2 separate regions of the Rattus norvegicus genome follow, and region 1 is linked to region 2. A link is a contact called in public Hi-C data. All regions are on one chromosome and are shown on one strand. Each heading gives the region's core, a stretch centred on a gene start, on an enhancer-like site or on the middle of the called end of the contact. The rest is flanking DNA. Distances are from core to core; before and after follow the strand shown.

Region 1 (4,189 bases), core at 306-2,805, 230 kb before region 2:
AGTTCAATCTAGGTGTCTACACATGACATTTTATCCACTAATACTACGGCAGTAAATAAGATTTTATCAGTGTGTTGCTGTCCACTGTGTCAGTTCAGTGTCTGATACAGTTTAGGACATGTGGCCCTAGCCTACTAATTTTTGTTCTTGAGAATTGTGTGGAATGTTTGACAACTCTATTGTGTTGGGGAGTGTGCGAGGATTTACTTGCTTTTGGTTGCTTTGGCAGTGCCGGGTGTCTGTGGCTTCCTAGGGTTCATTTGGTTTTGAATGAGCAGTACAGAGCATTTTCCATGGGCTCATAAGAGCGCCTTGAAGTCCAGCTCTATTAAATATGGTGGTGAGCAGACTTGGTGCACAGGCATGCCTTAGCAATTCAGTATGGTTCAGATACTTAACTGCTCATCTTCTGTGTTCCCTAAAACAGCCCCATTCTCTGTGGAAAGGTCAGCGCATGGCATTGTGTTGCCTGTTTTATGGAAATTCTTGGAAGGTGTGAAACCGAGACTACTAAGCAAGCCTGGGAGGAGGGCCGGTGCTGACATCAGTGTGCTCAGAACTTAGTGCTGTTTGTTTGAATGCCCTGGTGTTTGTTCCTGGGCCACTGGTGTGGTAAGCCATCCTAGTAATTGAGAGTGCAGTGCCCCGTTCGTGTGCACACGTCTTTGTTTATTACATGGTAGATGATGGCACTCTTACTGTCTTCGTCTCCTGTAGTAAATAATATTTGAAGCATAAACACACCCTGAATTTTGTCAGGAGATTTAAGGATAAACATAAAAGTCCTCTCATTGCTGGAAAGCTACTGCCTTGTTGACAAAGAGTGGAAATGTTTCAGAAGTTCATAGTTAGAGCGGCATCATGTGAGAGAAATTGTGCATCCCAGCAGAATCAGAATGAATCTGTACAGGAGTAACAAGGCATCTGACTAGTGATAACATAACAACGTCATCTGTAACAATCATGCTCCCTACTGAGCAGGACGCTAAAGGCAGGCTTGCCCCTCCTCCAGTCCCACTGTTCACTGTGGCATTGGAAGGCGGGGCCAGAGGAGGGAAAAGGATGGAGAAGAGTGCGAGAACACAATGAATTCTTATGAACATAAGATGAGTGGAATAAGCAAGGGACTTGAGGGTCATTTGGAGATAAGTATGCATGTGGTATTTTTTCCTAGTAGAAATAAATTATTGGAATTAGTGAGTTTATTGTGGTTGCTAGGTTGCACATCAAATATAAAAGTCAAGAACATAAACTTTTAAGAGATACTGTGTAAGAGCACTTTTCAAGTATCTGATGAGAACAAACTAATAAGATGTCTACATAGAAAACATAACATTGTTCAGAGAAAAGAAAGAAGGCGTAAATCAATGGAGGACTTGCATATTGAATTGTTCCCCATCAGAGAATGCATGTTGCTCACAACCTTGCAGTTGTCAAGGTGACGGCGTACTTCTCCTGAAGTTGGTCTTCACTGTAGAGCAGTGGTTCTCAACTCCTAATGCTGCGATCCTGTAATACAGTGCCTCATGTTGTGATGACCAGTAAGTTTGCTGCTGTTATGAATCACTGTGTAAATATCTGCCGTGCAGGCTGTCTGAAATGCAGCCTCACGGGGGTCGGGACTCACAGTTGAGAAGTGCTGTTCTAGATGAACTGTTTTGGTTGTTTACAGTCTGTTTTATAATGAACTGATTACAGTCTCTCTTTTACTAGACTGTGACCATAGATAAACTTCAGGGAAGTTGTGTTAATATCTCTACGGAGGATGGTTTGCTTCAAGCCAAGTATCTGTATACAGACTCTTCATTTGTGTCTTCTGCCGCTGGAGACATTGCATTAGGAAATATTCATGGTAAGCCACAGGCTAATGTACCTCAGCCTTTCTCCATGGCTTAAAGCTCAGAGATAACACAGTTCAAGAAAGACTGGGGAACTGACCCTCTACATAACTAATTGTAGAGTAGCCATCTTTTTAAAAAAAAAAAAAATCTGTGAAAGTAAAATGACTTACAAGCTAATTTAATTTAATTTTGAAAAGAGTTTGGAAATTTTGCTATTATATATAAAACTAATAGTAGTTCTGATTTTTTTTTTTAAAGATTTGTATTAGTTTAGTGTGTGTGGGCATGTACCCGAGTCATCTCTCCAGCCCCAGTAGTTGATATTTAAACATATTTTTATGAGAAAAAACAATATCCAAGAGATGAGAGAAAAGCAGTGTTAATAAAGATGGAATTCTTAGTGGTTACTTTCATGATACGAGAGGTTAAATGAGTTAAGCGTTTGGGTAGATCAAATTATAGAGACTATGATACTAATTTTGGGTACACTACATTAATGTGCATTTCTCCTGGCACAGGTCCTCTTAGCAATGTGCTATTTCAGTTGTCTTTGAGTGTTCTTTTGTGATCTCCAAAGCATATATCCACAGAGAGCAACAGTACTTAGTTAATGTTTGCATTGTGGAAAGAGAAAGCAAGAACATATAATGTTGAGATAATCTGGCCAAAGGCCTACTGGTGGTCGGTGTTATTCTGCTGTTTTATATTTCCACTGAGCAGATGATTCAAAGCCAGGTGTATGCTCTGAATACATAGGGGTAGTATTACGACCCACTTAGTCCTTGAGAAAGGACAGTGTGTGCACATCTGCCAAGTGTGCTGGGCCTTCCTCCAGGAAGTGTGGACTTGAACGTTTTTCCATACACGGTCCACTCATTTCACTTCTCAGTAAGCTGGATATCCGTGTCCATACATTTTGGCAGCACACCCACATTTCAGAATTGAGCACAAATTATTAAGTTGTATTTGAATGTGGTTACTTCTGGTCATGCTAGCAAGTAACAAATTAGCAAGTAGTCTTCTGTTTGTAAAAAAAAGCATGCTTAGGTAATTGGAAAACCCTTGCACCCCAACTTAATGGCTAAGCCTCAGCACGCCCTACATTACTTGAACCTAAATAGAGCAGAGCTATACATTAGTAGTAACGCAGTAGTGAGCAGTAACAACTTGTAGTTTCGTAGTTTAAATGACTTTTAATAAGGCTTGTACTTCTGAGGTGGTCATAATTAAGGTATTTGGTTGGAGCCCACTGCTCACCCTGCTCAAGCACAAGCTGGGAAAACCCATCTGCCCTCCTTCTCCCAGCCCAGCTCGCACTGAAATAACTCTAAAGGAGTGGCGCCAAAAGCTCAGTTGCACATTTCCGGCAGCCAGTACAGCCTGCCTTGCTGACCTGAGCAGCCTGCCTTGCTGACCTGAGCAGCCTACCCAAACATCCTCCTAGCTGCCTAGGTTCTGACCATGCTCAGGCATAGGCCCAGCTCCTGGCTGACACATCCTCACACCTTGCCTGAGAACTGTGCAATCTCCCTGCCTTTCCTCAGCCCTGCTCTTGGGGACTGGGGAATGGACGAGGGAGTTGAGCCAATGAAACCTGTATTTATTTATTTTTATTCTGGTCTGGTCTGGCCTATATTGCATTTGGTAGGAAAAACATGTTAGTATTATAAATAATACACAAGTAGGTTTTGGTATAAAACAATCCTTACCAAGGTAGATACTGACTGGCCAACACTACAGGAAAAGCTGCTGTTTTCCATTCTGCTTTCTACCATGTTCAGATTCAATGCCTTTTGCTTTTTAAATATTTTATTTCTTTCATTTTAGACAGGCAGAATGGGATTTGGGGAAACTTACCACTAATTGAACACATTTCTGTTAAAGTTACTGAAATAAATCTTGCTAGTTATAAGTGTTTGCCCTTTTGTTTTGTAAGGTCTTTGAATATTCATTGACTTTAATATGAAGTCAAGTGCACTTCCTTACATGGTTTAAATGCAGGTCTCGTGCACTGTTGCCTCAGTAGGCTCTCCCTGAAGGGACACCGAGACGGAAGTAAGAATGCAATGTGCTCACTGCACAGACTTCTTGGGTTCCGTGCCATGTCAAAGGAAGAAAGCCTGTCTTCATGGAGAAGCCAGACTTGGTAGACTTGCGGCCACCCAAATGCAGCTCTGAAGCTGGCGAGGATCCTCAGGCTTGTCTCAAGTTGTAGTGAGGGAAGCGAGCTTTATCTCCCCGGTCATTGGATCCCTGCTGCTCCAGGAAGGAGCGTGATCTTGGGCCAAGATGGCTGTCCTCAGGTGAAGCAGTTCCCAAAGAGGGCTGTCCACAGAGGGCTCTCTGCC
Region 2 (4,428 bases), core at 1,214-3,713:
AGTTTGGTGCTGGGGTTTTGTTTTGTTTGTTTTTTGGTTCTGTTTTTTTTTTTTTATTTTTATTTTTGGGTGTTACCATTCCTATGCCTGGGCTCAAGCAAGTCTCAGCTTCAGTCTCCCTGGCAAGGAAAACTACACCTACCACTGGCATGCAGGCTTTGGTTTGGGTGTTCCTTAATCAGAGTGTACACAAGTCTGTAGGGAAACGGCGTTGTGGAGGAACAACTAGGTTTACTCAGAGCACACGGGTTATGTTCAGAAGAGGTCAAACACGCATAGCTGTCTTTGATAAAATATGTGCTTCACGTGTTTGCAGGTGGCTTTTACAAGAGCAAAGGTCTCAGGGATTTGAATCAGACATGTACATGCAGAGAGACCTGGCAGAACAGAAGCCACCTTACTGGGCTCTGAGGGAAAGTGAGAGTGCGCTCAAGGCCTGTCTTGCACCTGCTGTTAATGTGTGAGCAGAGGTGATTGGATAAAATCCTCTGGATAAAAATCACGGCGCAAAACCATCCTAAAACTAAGAGCTGTACCCACTTTCCCTGAAAATTGAATTGCACACTTCTCTCCTCCCCTAGAACTCCTTCATTCTCCCCATCACAGCACGTGCTCAGAACTCTGCACTTGATCTTAGCCAAAAGGCCGAGAAGCGATGTGCTCAGAACTCTGACAGCATCACCACACAACATACACCAATGTGCAGGCGAATGGGAGTCACCAGCGATTGCTCAGCTCCTGGGAGTATAAAACCTGGTTTTCAATACCATACTGTCCTCCTGAGGCAGGGCAGAAAGGGGATTATAGTGACTGGAAGCACAGGGTAGAGAGGAAGCCTTTCACTGACCAAAAAGGACTTAAGTCTGCTAAATAAGGACCTAATGGACAGTAACTAAACTGCTCTCACTTGGGGCTAGTTGCTGTATCCCCAGACACCTCAATCAATCAAGGATGACAAGACCAGTAATTAGGGTGTGCTGACATAAGTCAAAACAACACATAACCTTGAATTCCTGGCCTACCCACTCTCAGGACTAAATGAAGTTGCTCATAAATCCACTATACAACTTTAGTTACTGAATGAAAAAGAAACTTCAATTTTTAATCTAACCTTGTTACAAACTATACTCTTGGGTGATATCAGTTTTTTTTTTTTAAAAAAAGGAGTATTAATCCTATTGGGACTAGATGTCCCAAGTTATCAGAGGAGAAGTCTTCCCGTTCTCCTCTGATAAGGGGAGGGAGTGTTGGGGGAGGGATTTGTAAGGACAAGACTGAGAGAAAAGTAGGGGGGGTGGGCTTTGTTCGGGATGTAAAGTGAATGAATTACTTAAGAAAAAGAAAAAGAAGAAGAAAAGAGGTAGTGGCTTCTTGGCAACATTTAGAAAGGTAACCTTGAAAGCCACAAGAAAAAGAAAAAAGAAACCTATATCTGCATTGTGAAGACATAAGCTGGACTCTCCCTTCAGAAGTCCACAATTGTCTTGATCAGGTGTGTTCTACTCTATCTACTGGAGCACATGTTTCTGAGTTTAATGAAACCAACTTATCTTTATATAGGTTGGCACCGAAACTCATGTCTTTGTTAAAACCAACACCTCGGGTGTTGCCTGCGTGGCGATCTCTAAAAAGGTATATTGTGAGGTTGTGTCTCCTGCTAACAACGAGCGAGGAAATGCTTATACCCAGAACCCCTGCAGTCTTTTGTCTTCAAGTGGCTCACCACTCACTTCTTGTTCGTCTCTCTTCCTAATAGCACTTAGTACTTGACACTTGAGGTCTCCAACCCAGGCCTTGTGCTCTTTCCCCCTGGAGATTGTCACTTTCCCCCTCCCCCTCCCCTTCCTTTGTCATCTCCGCCCCTGCTTTAGCCACTGTCACCCTTCGGTGTTCTCTAACCTACCCCAAATAGACTTCAACTCCCCCATCCTCTATTTCCTATCTCCAGCTCTGGGAATCTCCTTGCCTCTCCCGGTCTCTTCCCTTGCCCTCTGTGTGAGAGGCTATGTAGCTCCAATACCTCACAGATTTGAGGAATGTAGTTGTCCTTGAAGTAGTTCCTTAGCCTGGGGGGGGCGTTGCGTAGTGAAGCCATAGTCAGAAGCAGGACTGAGAAACTACTGCGTTTTGTTGGTTACTGCTCCACGCTGCAGCGGAGGGACGCGTCGGTGCGTTGCCTGGCAACCAAGGAGGAGCCAAACAGTCTCAGCCAATCCGGAGATGAAGAAAGAACCTGGGGGGGAAGGGCAGGGGGAATGGGGAGGGGCGGACAGAACGGGGAGGAGCGGGCAGCGCTGGGAGGGGCAGGGGCAGGACAGGACCCGCGGGGCGAAGTAAAGTGGGAGGCGGGGCATAGCTGGACTGGAAAGTATTGGGGCGGAGCTAGGGGGCGGGACTCAAGCAGGGCGGTCCCCCACTTGATCCAGGAAAAAGATGCAAGCACTAGGGAGGGCAACGAGCAGAGTGGGAGGGCTTCCGACCTCAGCAGGGCGGCTTCCGGAAGGCGGAGCTCCAACCCCATTTCCTTTCTCTGGGCTGGTTCTGGCCCAGCTGCACCTGCGTGTGGCCCTGGCACCCCGGCTCCCTGCAGCTCGGTGGCAGCAGTATGGGCGGCGCGCGGGACGTGGGCTGGGTGGCAGCCGGGCTAGTCCTGGGCGCTGGCGCCTGCTACTGTATCTACCGGCTGACTCGGGGACCGCGGCGAGGCGGGCGCCGACTGCGCCCTTCGCGGTCCGCAGGTGAGGCGATGGGCTGCCCGGCATGTGGACTGGTTCGAGGTTCGGGAACCACCTCTGGACAGGCTAGATCAGAGGTGCCTTAGACACTCGCGACTGCATGGGGAGGAAGGCTAGAGGTAGACAGTCTGGAAGCCCAAGTTGCCTTGGGTGGGTCCTGAGCCGCTTCCCTGCTCCCACTTCTTTGTTTAAAATAAGGACTGAAAACATCGCCCGAAGTGCCCTATTACTTCCCTCCGGCTTCACAGCGGAGAGCTGAGGTTTCTCCAAGCTAAATAGATTGCTTCTCATTTTAAAGTTTGGGCCTTTGTGTTGTTACCAAAGAGGTGTCCCTTACTGTGTGAGAACGTTCTTAGGGGCCTCAAGTCCAGGTTGAAACTCTGCTCGCTGCTTTATGAAGAAAGGATCCCTGAGGTGCAATTCTGCCAGCACCTGTCTTAGGTGCTAGTACCTTTAAGTCATCCGTAGCATCCCTGCAACATGGGTGTGTGTGTTGGAAATAAAGAACCTCAGCCTACAGGAGACACACCTTCTGAAAGGATCGTTTAGGTCGTGAAAACTGTTGGGAAAACTATTTGGTCTGCCGACCAAAACCTGCTTTCCTCAAAGGCAGAGAAATGTATTTGTTTCTTTTGTCTTTTTTTTTTTTCCCCCGGAGCTGGAGTCCGAACCCAGGGCCTTGCCTAGCAAGCGTTCGACCACTGAGCAAAATCCCCAACCCCCATTTGTATTTGTTTTTAAATTGAGTAATCATTAAAACATTTTACTACTAATAAATTAGTAGATAAAACATTTTATCTACTAATGTTATTCCAAAGACAGAATTCTCATTTCCCTGTACCAGGGTCTATGCAAAATAAACAGTAGTTTGCCTTTAAAACAAGTGGACTCAAATATACCATTTTCCACACGGAGAGTTCAAGCAGTTATTGGTAGGACCTAATTGCCTTTCCCTAGAATGAAAATAAGGCACCATTAAAGGCAGATAGAAAACATGTCTTTGGGTTGTACACCTAGCATTTACTTTTCAAACTTTGCACTTCCTGGAAGGGACCAGGAAGAATGGTGGGTTTATATTCCAGCCTTCCATTTCCTTCAGGAAATGCTGTAAGAAAGGTCTGCACAGCACCTTTTCCTCTGGTCAGAGGAAAGCAGTTTTTGAAAATGAGCATTTGCCCCTCCAAAGCCTGATTTGTAGGTTTTTACTCCCCCCAACCCCTTGTCAAATATTTCTATACAAGAATAATTTGGTGGTTTTGTTATTGTTGTTGGGGTTCTTTTGTTCTTTTGTTTTTTTGTTTTTTGTTTTGCTTTTTTAAGGCAGAAGATCGGATGTATCCCTGGCCTGGAACTCACTGCATAGCAGAAAATTTGAACTTCTGATCCTCTTGTCTCCATCTCCTGGGGTTGCTGGGCCTGAGAGCAGGTCAGGGAGGTACTGGGAAGGAAACCGGGGACAGACAACTTTAAAAATAGGTTGCCCACAGCCCCTTCCCAAAGCTCTACCCTTACATTTGAGAGAAATCTTTTCTTGCCTTAAACTGTTGAGAAGTAGGGGCTGGGGATTTAGCTCAGTGGTAGAGCGCTTACCTAGGAAGCGCAAGGCCCTGGGTTCGGTCCCCAGCTCCGAAAAAAAAAAAAAAGAACTAAAAAAAAAAAACTGTTGAGAAGTGTGTAATTCCCCTTGTGAAGT

Evidence for each region. A called contact is a pair of places that touch in the nucleus more often than the background predicts.
Region 1: a contact with region 2 is called in a Hi-C map of the A7r5 cell line, with 2.8 times the contacts expected there. The contact joins the enhancer-like site here to the promoter of Armc10 in region 2. A contact is called at or near these places in 3 of 12 Hi-C or Micro-C datasets (the A7r5 cell line, frontal cortex and hepatocytes).

The regions. Positions count from the first base shown.
Region 1 is chr4:14,534,032-14,538,220 of GRCr8, reverse strand. It overlaps Fam185a (family with sequence similarity 185, member A), which reads left to right. Exons shown (of 8, transcript NM_001395612.1): 4 at 1,714-1,852. Among named protein-coding and RNA genes, the nearest start is that of Fam185a, 19 kb to the left of the region's middle. Within about 2 kb of position 1,555, at least 2 of the 93 cell types and tissues checked have an H3K27ac peak or open chromatin away from gene starts, as enhancers often do. A contact at or near this core is called in the A7r5 cell line, where this site is marked.
Region 2 is chr4:14,304,834-14,309,261 of GRCr8, reverse strand. Armc10 (armadillo repeat containing 10) reads left to right here and starts at 2,463. Exons shown (of 6, transcript NM_001106576.2): 1 at 2,463-2,738. The coding sequence starts at 2,606. Fbxl13 (F-box and leucine-rich repeat protein 13) reads right to left here and starts at 2,131. Exons shown (of 18, transcript NM_001103355.1): 1 at 2,021-2,131. The coding sequence starts at 2,095.